2 separate regions of the Zea mays genome follow, and region 1 is linked to region 2. The links are chromatin contacts, called in public Hi-C maps. All regions are on one chromosome and are shown on one strand. The core of a region is the stretch at or near the end of the contact, and the rest is flanking DNA. Distances in the headings are between cores, read along the strand shown. Region 1 has its middle 26 kb from the start of LOC103627533. Region 2 holds the start of LOC103627532 (aluminum-activated malate transporter 10-like).

The links. Hi-C and Micro-C count contacts between places; a contact is called where the count stands out from the background.
Region 1: a Hi-C map of an unstated tissue shows a contact between it and region 2, with 2.4 times the contacts expected there. The contact joins the enhancer-like site here to the promoter of LOC103627532 in region 2. A contact is called at or near these places in 10 of 25 Hi-C or Micro-C datasets (bundle sheath, ear, endosperm and 3 more).

Annotation. Positions count from the first base shown.
Region 1 is chr5:198,941,894-198,947,340 of Zm-B73-REFERENCE-NAM-5.0, forward strand. No RefSeq gene overlaps it. Among protein-coding and RNA genes, the nearest start is that of LOC103627533, 26 kb to the left of the region's middle. Within about 2 kb of position 1,663, at least 13 of the 20 cell types and tissues checked have an H3K27ac peak or open chromatin away from gene starts, as enhancers often do. A contact at or near this core is called in bundle sheath, ear, leaf and 1 more, where this site is marked.
Region 2 is chr5:198,842,407-198,848,190 of Zm-B73-REFERENCE-NAM-5.0, forward strand. LOC103627532 (aluminum-activated malate transporter 10-like) reads right to left here and starts at 1,837. Exons shown (of 3, transcript NM_001346994.1): 1 at 1,268-1,837; 2 at 937-1,074; 3 at 1-839. The coding sequence starts at 1,616.

The DNA.
Region 1 (5,447 bases), core at 413-2,912, 99 kb after region 2:
AAAATGACACATTTGATCAGGATGAAAGTGGTAATCCGAACTGTTAGAACAAATTTAATATTTTAAAATATATACGTATAAAATTTAATGTTAATCTTTTCTTATGTTATCAAGCACATTAGTACAAATATGAATAAAATATTATATAAATTGTTTTATGTATTATTTGTTCCCAACAACACAAAAAGTTGAAAAAATTACCGAATTTGTTTATGAATCCATACCGAATTTTATATCTATTATTTGAGAAAATATAGGATGAATTTGAGATTTACCTTTTATGAATCTTAACAAGTTGGATGTTAAAAACAAGAATACAAATTTATATTGTATATTCTATATCCTATTTATTCGCAATCAAAGAAAAACGACTAAAAACTAATTACCAAATAAATATTGTTTCCGACCGTTTTCATCCCTACATTTGATATCTTGTACAACTTAATATCGTTTTTGAAATCTTTTGCTCGACGTCACAAATCACAGCGCCATAACTTATGTGGTCGAGGTACCAGATGTGCTAGACTCCTCTTCATACTGCGCTAGCGTACTGGCCGAGCTTGGCGCCACAGGCCGACCATGGCACGGAGCTTGCTGCCAACGCTTGCAACGATCCAGCGGCGAGAATGGAAGATTTGATATCTGCGCACGTATGACCGCATGCAACCTGCATGCCTAGCGCGGTCACACCTTCATGCATGCGCTTTTTTTTTTGCTTGATAAAAAAATGATGGACGTTGATGGCAGGGCCCCACCGCATGCATAGCACATCATCGTGAATTGTTTCTGTACGAGCAGTTGACGTTTTTTCTCGGGATATGATAAAACCGGAGATTAAACTATATTTCTGCATTCTTTTATGTAGAATCTATTTTTGTAAGTAGTTCAAAGCAAGTACCATTTCTCAATTGATTATATTGACGTACGACGATGGCCGGCGTCGTTTGACTTGTAGCTGCCCTGAAAACTATTTAGCGTCGTCGGCGGCCACGACAGGCATCGTCAAGCTCGCTCAGATGGACACTTGTCAGAAGGGAACACACCGTTTGTTGCTGCCCTGGTTATTTGTGCAAGCACGCCTTTTTAATAATTTTTTTTTCTGCATTCCACGAAAAGGTATCTTGGCTATTAAAAACAACCTGGTTGTGAAAAATCTGCCGCTAATGGTGGAATTAGGTCATCACCTAAATTGGCAAACTGCTCTATCAGCAGCAGCACAGGTACGGGAAAGAAAAGCAAACTAGCATAGCCCAACCTACTTCGTGCAGTTTTTTTTTAATTACGATCGTGCAGGTTGTTTTTTTTTTAATTACGACCGGCCGGTGAAAGCAAAAAAAGCGGGCACCGCACCGCAGGCCGTGGAGTGGAACGGATGGTCGTTGTGGATCGCAGGTAGGAGAGCGCACTTATCGTGTCGTGGAAACCACGCTATCATGCCAGCCAGGGGCTCGACCGGTAGCTTCGCTTCTTCGGCTGATGAGACGCCAGGTCTCCTATCACCATGACCCCATGAAAAAAGTTGATGGCGGCTGGCTGCCCTGCACGACTTAAAAATTTACATGCTGCCGTACGTACGTTCCTGCGAGGAGCCATGGACTGGACAGGATCAGAGGAGAGGAAGTCCGCGGCATGCGTGATGGCGACCCGTACGTCTCTGGCCTTCGCCCTCCTCCAGGTGAGTCGTCCGTCCGAGGAGGTGTAGTGGCGGACGGCGCGTGCGCACATCCGTTCCTAGTGCTCTGCATGCTCGGGGTCGGCCGGTCGGGGCTCCCGCCTCCGCCGCTCCGTCCTCCCCTCCGATCCTTCGCCGAAAACAGATCCTTATTTGGATCGCAGCACTTTCTCCACGTTACTTTGTTATGTATATTACTGATGCAGGGTTCGCGGACGTGATTTTAAAGAAGAACGTTTCTTTCTTTAATTTCCTCTCGGCGTTAAATCTGTGCCATCTCCGTACCGGTTTTTTTAAGCTGGCTAGCTGGCACTAGAAGGGACAAGGATAAATATAATATCCTGACTTGCGTCGCCGTTACTCATCTGTGTCTGCTCATATACAAGTCCAAAGTCTCGTGTTTGTCGTGCGGTTTTTATAATAACCACTGAATGACGACCCATTTCCTCGCGCGATCCTTTAGCATGCCCTTTGTTGTTTGAAAAAAAAAATCAAAGATTTTCTCAGAAACAGGTTGAACTTCAAGTTATTAGAAACGTGGAAAAAAAATATACATGGGCCAACATGGGTAACCATTTATGTTCTAGTAATAGGGCGCGCGCCTTGCGCGCGTACTTCTTTACTTAAGAAGAAAATTTTTAGAGTATTTTTTGGTTTTGTTTAAAGCCCTTGGTTATTTGTACATACCTGTCGGGAACCATAATTAGGGGTACCCTCAAGACGCCTAATTCTCAGCTGCTAACCCCCATCAGCATAAAGCTGCAGAGGCCTGATGGGTGCGATTAAGTCAGGGATCAGTCCATACGAGTGACTCGATCACGCTTCGCCCGAGCCTAGCCTCGGACAAGGGCAGCCGACCTCGAGGGACTTCCGTCTCGCCCGAGGCCCCCCTTTTAACGGCGGACACATCTCCGGCTCGCCCGAGGCCTTGGCTTCGCTAAGAAGCAACCCTGACTAAATCGCCGCACCGACTGACCGAGTTGCAGGAGCATTTAACGCAAAGGTGGCCTGACACCTCTATCCTGACGCGCGCCCCCCGGCAGAGCCGAAGTGACCGCCGTCACTCCACCGCTCCACTGACCGGTCTGACAGAAGGACAGCGCCGCCTGCGCCACCCCGACTGCAGTGCCACTTGACAGAGTGAGACTGACAGGCAGTCAGGCCTTGCCAAAGGCGCCATAGGAAACTCCGCTCCGCCCGACCCAGGGCTTGGACTCGGGCTAAGCCCCGGAAGACGGCGAACTCCGCTCCGCCCGACCCAGGGCTCGGACTCGGGCTAAGCCCCGGAAGACGGCGAACTCCGCTCCGCCCGACCCAGGGCTCGGACTCGGGCTAAGACCCGGAAGACGGCGAACTCCGCTCCGCCGACCCAGGGCTCGGACTCGGGCTAAGACCCGGAAGACAGCGAACTCCGCTTCGCCCGACCCCAAGGCTCGGACTCCGCCCTGGCCTCTGCCGAACGATCTCCGCCTCGCCCGACCCGGGGGCTCGGGCTCGGCCTCGGCCACGGAAGACAGACTCGACCTCGGCTTCGGAGGAGCCCCCACGTTGCCCGACCTAGGGCACAGGCCCGCCACGTCAACGGGAAGCGCCATCATCATCCTACCCCGAGCCGACTCGGGTCACGGAGAACAAGACCGGTGTCCCATCTGGCTAGCTCCGCCAGATGGGCAATGATGGCGCCCCACAAACTCTGTGACGACGGCGGCTCTCAGCTCTCTTACGGAAGCAGGGGGACGTCAGCAAGGACTCGACCGCTCCGACAGCTGTCCCTCCGCCAGGCTCCGTTGCTCCTCCGACAGCCACGACATCACGCCAGCAGGGTGCCAAGATCTCTCCGGCTGCCACGTTGGCATGTACTTAGGGCGCTAGCTCTCCCTCCGCTAGACACGTAGCACTCTGCTACACCCCCATTGTACACCTGGATTCTCTCCTTACGCATATAAAAGGAAGGACCAGGGCCTTCTTAAGGAGGGTTGGCCGCGCGGGGACGAGGACGGGACAGGTGCTCTCTTGGGGCCGCTCGCTTCCCTCACCCGCGTGGACGCTTGTAACCCCCTACTGCAAGCGCACCCGACCTGGGCGCGGGACGAACACGAAGGCCGCGGGATCTCCACCTCTCTCACGCCCGTCTCCGGACACCTCGCCTCTCCCCCCTTCGCGCTCGCCCACGCGCTCGACCCATCTGGGCTGGGGCACGCGACACACTCACTCGTCGGCTCGGGGACCCCCCCGGTCTCGAAACGCCGACAGTTGGCGCGCCAGGTAGGGGCCTGCTGCGTGCTGACGAACAGCTTCCCGTCAAGCTCCAGATGGGCAGTCTCCAGCAACCTCTCCGGCCCGGGACGGTGCTCCGTTTCGGGAGTCTTGAGTTCATGTCCTTCGACGGCAGCTACGACATGATACTCCTTCCACCGCCGCGCGACAACGACAATGGCGGCCGACATCCCGCCCGCCGGTGGCGGAACCGACGACATCTTCCCCGCGCGGTGGAAGAACAACATTCGAGCTCGCCCCGTCCTCTCTCCCGCCAACGGAGGAGGAGGCGGGGCAACCAAGGCCAAGCGGGAGACCGCGCTTCGTCGGCTGTCGAGCGAATCGACGTCCCCAGCGCCCCGACGGAAGGCTCGCCGGGCGTCGACCTCGCGTTCGAGACGAAGGCAAGCGCCGTTGAAAGGGAAATGTGCCTTTGGGCCATTTCTAAGTATTTTGGTGATTGAGTGCAAACACAAGTGCTTAAATGTGAAAATATGCCCATGGATGAACAAAGTGCAAATCACAAGTTAAGGTATGTTTCTAAGCCTTAGTACATTGGTTTGTGTACTAATATTCTTGTCTAAGTGTTAGAAACAGGAAGAAGAAGAGGAGTGGAGGGCTGCTTCGGACTGGGGCACCGGACTGTCCGGTGTGCACCGGACAGTGTCCGGTGCGCCAGACCAGCGCGGAGCAAACCAGCCGCTCTCGGGTTTTTCTCCGGCGACTTCGGCTAAAATTCACCGGACTGTCCGGTGTGCACCGGACTGTCCGGTGAGCCAACGGTCGGCCGGGCCAACGGTCGGCCGCGCGATCGGCGCGTGACACGTGGCCGAGCCAACGGTCGGAAAGGTACACCGGACTGTCCGGTGTGCACCGGACATGTCCGGTGCGCCAACTGTGCGCAGATCTGCATCAGAAAGCAACGGTCGGATGAGCTTTTTATGGAAACAAATCGGGCACCGGACAGTGTCCGGTGTGCACCGGACTGTCCGGTGCGCCCGACGACAGAAGGCAAGGATAGCCTTCCAGTTGTGTTCTCAACGGCTCCTAGCTGCCTTGGGGCTATAAAAGGGACCCCTAGGCGCATGGAGGAGAACACCAAGCATTCCTACAACCTTTCTAAGCACCAAGACATTGATCTAGCGCATTCGATTCATTGTGATAGCATATAGAGCTCTTGTGGAGTTGTGTACTCTTTGAGTTGTGTTGCGAGCTCTTATTGCTGCTTGTGTGCGTGTTGCTCTGATCTTTTGAAGTCTTGTGTGCGTTGCTCATTCCCTCCCTTGCTCCGTGATTCTCTGTGAACATCTCTTGTAAGGGCGAGAGGCTCCAAGTTGTGGAGATTCCTCGCAAACGGGATTGAGAAAAGAAAAGCAAGAACACCGTGGTATTCAAGTTGATCATTGGATCACTTGAGAGGAGTTGAGTGCAACTCTCGTCCGTTGGGACGCCACAACGTGGAGTAGGCAAGTTTTGTACTTGGCCGAACCACGGGATAACCACCGTGTCATCTCTGTGA
Region 2 (5,784 bases), core at 587-3,086:
CAGCGCGTCAACGGCATCCACGACGCCCTCGACCCTCGCGGATATCTCCACCAGCAGCGACGCCACGGTGAAGACGGGCATGGTGTCCATGAGGGACGTCTCTCCCAGCTTCACGGCCAGCATGGACGGGAGCGCCCGCAAGTCGGCCTGAAGCTCCTGCACCGCCGTGTTCATGTCCGCCACCGCGAAGTCCAGGGCCCGGGAGGAGGACGTCGACATGGTGGCGACGGAGCGCGACGCCTCCCGGAGCACCCGCGCGCACCGTGCGGCCACCGCGGAGCACGCGTCGCGAAGGAGCCGCTTCACGTGCGGGGGCGCCTGCACCTCGGCGCCCGCGCAGCTGCTCAGGGCCTCCACGCAGTAGGCGCACGCGCGCATCGCCGCGCCCACCCTGGCGTACTGCCCGTAGGGGTGGCGGAAGCCGAAGGGGCCGTGCGCGGGCTCCCACCTCGCCAGGTTGGCCTGCGCGTCCTCGGACGCCTTGGAGTTGAGCACGCACTTGTACCCGTCCGCCCCCGCCCCCGCCCCGCTGGCCGGCCCTTCCGCGAAGTAGCTCTCGACGCAGGCCACCACGGCGGCCGCGAGCTTGTCCATGTTCCGCGTGGTGAGGAGGTGCAGCTCCTTGCCGGCCCACACGGGGCAGATGAGCATGCTGACGGCGAGGCACAGGAAGATGCCGATAGCGATGGTGGAGACCCGCTGCTGCGCCAGCGCCGCTAGCTCGTCGACGCGGTACCCCGACACGGCCACCAGGCTGTACGTCAGGATGAAGATGGTCACGCCGTAGTCGAACCGCGCTTTCACCGTCGGGATGAACCGCGAGAAAGTGGCCGCCGCAGCTGCATTCATGTACGTGCACGCGTATGTTATTCACTTTTGCTGTTACCAGTGGCTTGTCCTTGTCAGTATTACACAATGACAATGCAGAATACGTACCCAGCAGAAAGAGCGAGCCACTGAGGATGTAAGGCTCGAGCTCGCCAGACTTGTCAGCCGCCCAGTGCACGCCGAGCGCGAGAACGCCGGCGCTCGCCGTAGCAACCACTCGGTTGAAACACTTGTACACGCTGCCACCTGCCAATACATGCAAAGACAGTCAGAGAACCAACCGGGTGCATGGAGACGATATATATCCACACATGCATGCACGATTGCACGCACGCGGCTGGAGCCTTGGTGCGTGCACATATGATATGTTACTATAGTGCAGCTCCGCGCGGGCACTCTGTGCCAACTGCCAAACAAGCAAAGCCGAGCATCGACTCACCGACAGTGTATTCGAAGACAACGACGACCGTCATGATGGCCCACATGGCAGCCCCGCCAACGCCGTCGTACAGGGGCCTCGTGTAGTAGAAGACGGAGACCAGCGCGAGCGCCAGGCCGACCTTGAGCCCGTGCACCGCCTTCCGGGGATCATCCGCCCCGATCCTCCACACCTTCCTCGCGAACCCGGCGACCCTGCTCCACGCCTTGGCGAAGCAAGCCAGCAGCCACGCCAACGCCCTCGCGGCAGGCCCGGCCTCGTGCTCCACGGTCACCGACGCGCCCTCCGGCACCGTCACCCGCCATTCCAGACCACTACTCTGCTGCGCTTCCCTCGCGGCGGCGTCCATGCTGACCGGTACAAGAGCGTGGCTGCCAACACCTGCTGGGTCCCTATTGTAACGCGCGCGGCAACAGAATGTGACCCTGCAGCGTAGTATTTGGTACTGTGTCTGACTCTTGCGAGGTTGACCTCAGCCTCTCTGTTGGAAGCTCTCGTCGCTTCTCTGTCTGTCTCACTTGCTCCTTCCAACAGAGGAGTGAGAGGAACAAAATGCTAGGATTTCTCAACAGACGATCTCCTCCTCGTCGTGGAATGCTGTGAGAAAGCTGGAGACCTGTATATATAATAGCACAAGAGAGATGGGGGGGTATTGGACTTTGACGTAGGGCACAAAAAGCAGAGATTAGGGAAGACCAACCCCGCGCACAAAGGCTGCACACAGCCATACATGCATTTTGGAAAGGGAGCTGGCTGGCCGAAGAAAAAAAAATGCGGGCGAGTGGATCGGCAGTAGGATCGCTAGTGTGGTACGTTCAGATTGGGTACGGTTTCTTTTCATCCTGGCTAATATACGCTTGTTCGCCACCGAGCTGTATTCTTTTTTTTTTCTTCCCTTCCAGTCTCTAGCGTGAGAGCGATTTTGACCAGCCACTGTAGCTAGAGGGCCGTACGTGTAAGGCTTGCTAGTTGATCAGCCACGTTGGAGATTCACACAAATGCATGGCTCTGGTAAAATGTAGCCACAAGGTCTTAAATGTTTTCTAAGTGCTTTGTTTGATTTTTGTTTTGAGGATTTTTTTTTAGTGCTTTGTTAACTACGGAAGTTAGAATTGGATCGGAAATGGCAAGACAAGGATATGATAAGACTGTACGTAAGAGGACCAGAACAATGTTGGGCCGGACAGTGCCATTCGTTCTAGGCCTTATCACATGAGAAAGAGAGACCATGTTCATTTGCTTACCTCTTAATCGTCCTTTCATCACATAATTTACTTTGACGCCTTTCTTCCGCGTCAATGGCCAGTAACAAACTCTCATGCATGGTTCTCAAATTATAATATATCTTAGCTTTCTAGATACATAGGATCTGTTATTCACTTAGATATACATTATGTCTAGATACACACTAAAAACAAGGCAGCTGTAAAAATCAAACATCTTATCATTTTGAATTGAGGAACAAAGTATCAGTGACCCTACTTTTAATTTGGACCTTCTCATATCCATAATTGCCATAACTAATCTTAGTAAAGTATGACTTGTCTGGCATATTCCAAAATTTATCTAATGATACTAAGTTACTAACTATACACCATAATATTAATATCTTCTTGTGTGTATTTGGTCAAAGTTAAACTTGTTTCACTTGTCGAGTAATGAGAATGGCACTTATTCTGGATAGAGGGAGTACAACATAAATTGATCCACACACACATCAAGTGTACTATATGATTTTGATGATTGTAACCATAATATAGCAATGAAATCTTGAGACATGGCTAGCATGATTCAAATAAAAATGCATTAGTTGAGTTTTCATAGAGATGCACATGCCAAAGAGAAGTTGGTAACATTATTATGCATAAGAATTAAGAATATAAGGGAATTACTTCCACCCAGTACCTAAAAGCCAATTCCTTTTTTTTGTTGCATATATCAAAACTGTTCATGTATATGCCGTATGACTATGAGCATGAGTTCCTCGTGTCATGGCCACATTATTGAATGTTTATTTATTGTGGCATATGTCCAAATTACCCTAGCTTCATGGTTGATATACATGCATCAACAAGTTTGTGATTCTACACCATTGTGGCACCATTGTGATGCGAGTTTCCACAAAAATACTTTATTCACATGTCAAGTTCAAATTCTATTGCTTGTTATATATTTTATTCAAAAAAATCTGTATTGTGTTTAAAAAAACTCAAGATTCTAAACTGCACTCTTAGTTCTACATTGGCACAAATATTGATTCCAATCTAGACCGCAAACACTCAGAATATTAAATTTGTTACCTTGAAAATTTATTTGAACACACACACACACACATGTTCTAGATGGTACTCCATCCATTCCAAAATATAGTTCTTTCTAGCACACTTTTTTCTGTCGACATTCATTCAAATGATAATGAATATAGACATACATGGAAACCACGTTCATATGTTGCTTAATGAATATGTGCTTATTATAAAACGAATTATATTTTAGGACGGAGAGAGTAGTAAATAGCTTCATGTCTACTTTTTTTTTAAAAAAAATGCTCAAAGTATACTAGAAATATATATAATGTAACTCTATGGCTATTTTTATGTTAGTATCTAGACATAAAAATTTCAAAGATATTTTAGTTTATATTTTATAAATAATAAAAAGTAGAAGTGTTACCTTATATTATCTTTCATAATAAAAAGCTACGTGAGGTTTATTTGCATTATATTTTATAATGAAAGTTGTGGGTGTTAGATGTAATTTATTTGGTTATTATAAATCATATTTGATAAAAGACAACTTAGATGCAAATTCATACTGGTAGGTTGTGTAGTTTAAATATAATTGTAGATATCATTTTAAATTGTCTTTTGAAGCGATAATGTTCAAGCTGGATACTTTAGATATATTTTTCAGACATTTTGGTTATTTTTTTATAATGGCAAAGGTTGGTGATTGACATGTAAATTAAGGGTTACTTTATGCAATTTTAATAACGACAAATATGTATAGTTTTTTTTTATAAAATAGAATATGTCCAGTAGCTAGTATTGATGATGAAGAAGGTTAGAATCTACAAAATCATAGGCAAGGTGTTTGTGATTATTATAAGAGTTTCCAAGGTTTAATTTTTTCTAACGTGTCTAATGAAGATTAATGTAAAGGCTTCTTTCAAGGCTTAAAAATAATACTACTTCCGTTTTCAAATATTTATCGTCCGCTAGTTTATTTTGAACTAAACCACGGAGAGTGGAAATAATATTTGATGTGATAAAACAATATAAACACGGGCGCGAGAGAGAGAAAATAAGGGCCTCTTAATATATTGTAGACATGCAAACTTGGACCTAAAGGTCAGTTCTGTTTGAAGAGTATACTTGGATGAAAGAAGGCCCAAATGCAGGTAAGGTAATTCCTCCCTCCGATCGCAGCCAAATTGGATTTGGAGAGCATATTCGGTTTCACGTAGGCCCTAAAAGAAAGTGCAAGGAGGAAAAAGCAGAGAAACCGCGGGATGGTGGAACCCGTGGTACTACTTGTACTTGGACTCATCGCACTAGCCAAGCCAGCAGCCATTTGTACCTGGCCAGTAGTCATATCAGTGGAGGCACATGCACCGCTGTTTCATAGGATCATATAGTCTAGTTTCCTTTGTTTTCCTTTACCGAATAGAAAATAAAAAAGATCGATCTTTGTCTCTCTGGAGCTTTTGTAAACCCTCCCGGGGTGAAAAAAGCTTTTTTGGAAAGCATGTGCAGCACACAAGAATTTCATGATGATTTTACATGCATGGCTCTCTTTCTTCTTCTTCTTTTTTATTATGGAAAAGCAGTGCTACCTCCACCACCCCTGCTCTGTTTCAGTCTCTCCGGTTCCGAACAACTGCAACCCGGCCGGAACTGAGATGGATGGGAACGTATTTGGATTCTAAACTGGAAGTGTGAAATATATAGCGAAGAAACACAGGTACGTAGTATGTAGTAGTTTCCCAAGAAACTGAAATCCACGTGGGAACAAAAAAACCGATAGGCCTTATCTGGTTGGTGCTCTGTCTCGGACCAGCCATGAAGTGGAAGCAACCGAGAGCTGCAACTATCTCTTGCTAGCGTGCTGAGGTAGTGGCAGCACAGCACGCCGCAGGCTGCAGCTGTAAACCAACAGAGCGGCCGAAATATCCATCACCACGATTCACGCGCCAACTCTCCAACAAGTTGCGAGCGTCGCCGACGTCCCCCGCTCGGTTACCCTTCTTCCCTCCGCGGCAGCTGCAGCACCGTACCCTGCCCAGCACTTTCTCGTCCTCCACCAGTTCCGCTTCCGGCTTCCGCCGTTCGGAGCCAGCCAATGCCCAATGCTGTTGTGCTGGTGGATAGCTTGGCTAGCACTCCAATGGATATGGATGAACGTACGGCCGATAAGGACTCCCTAGTCAGGAGTCACCTGAAGCCGGGACAGGCGGATTATGCATGTCAGAATCGCTCGTGGCGGGGCATCCTCCTTTGGATCATGCTAGGTGGCTG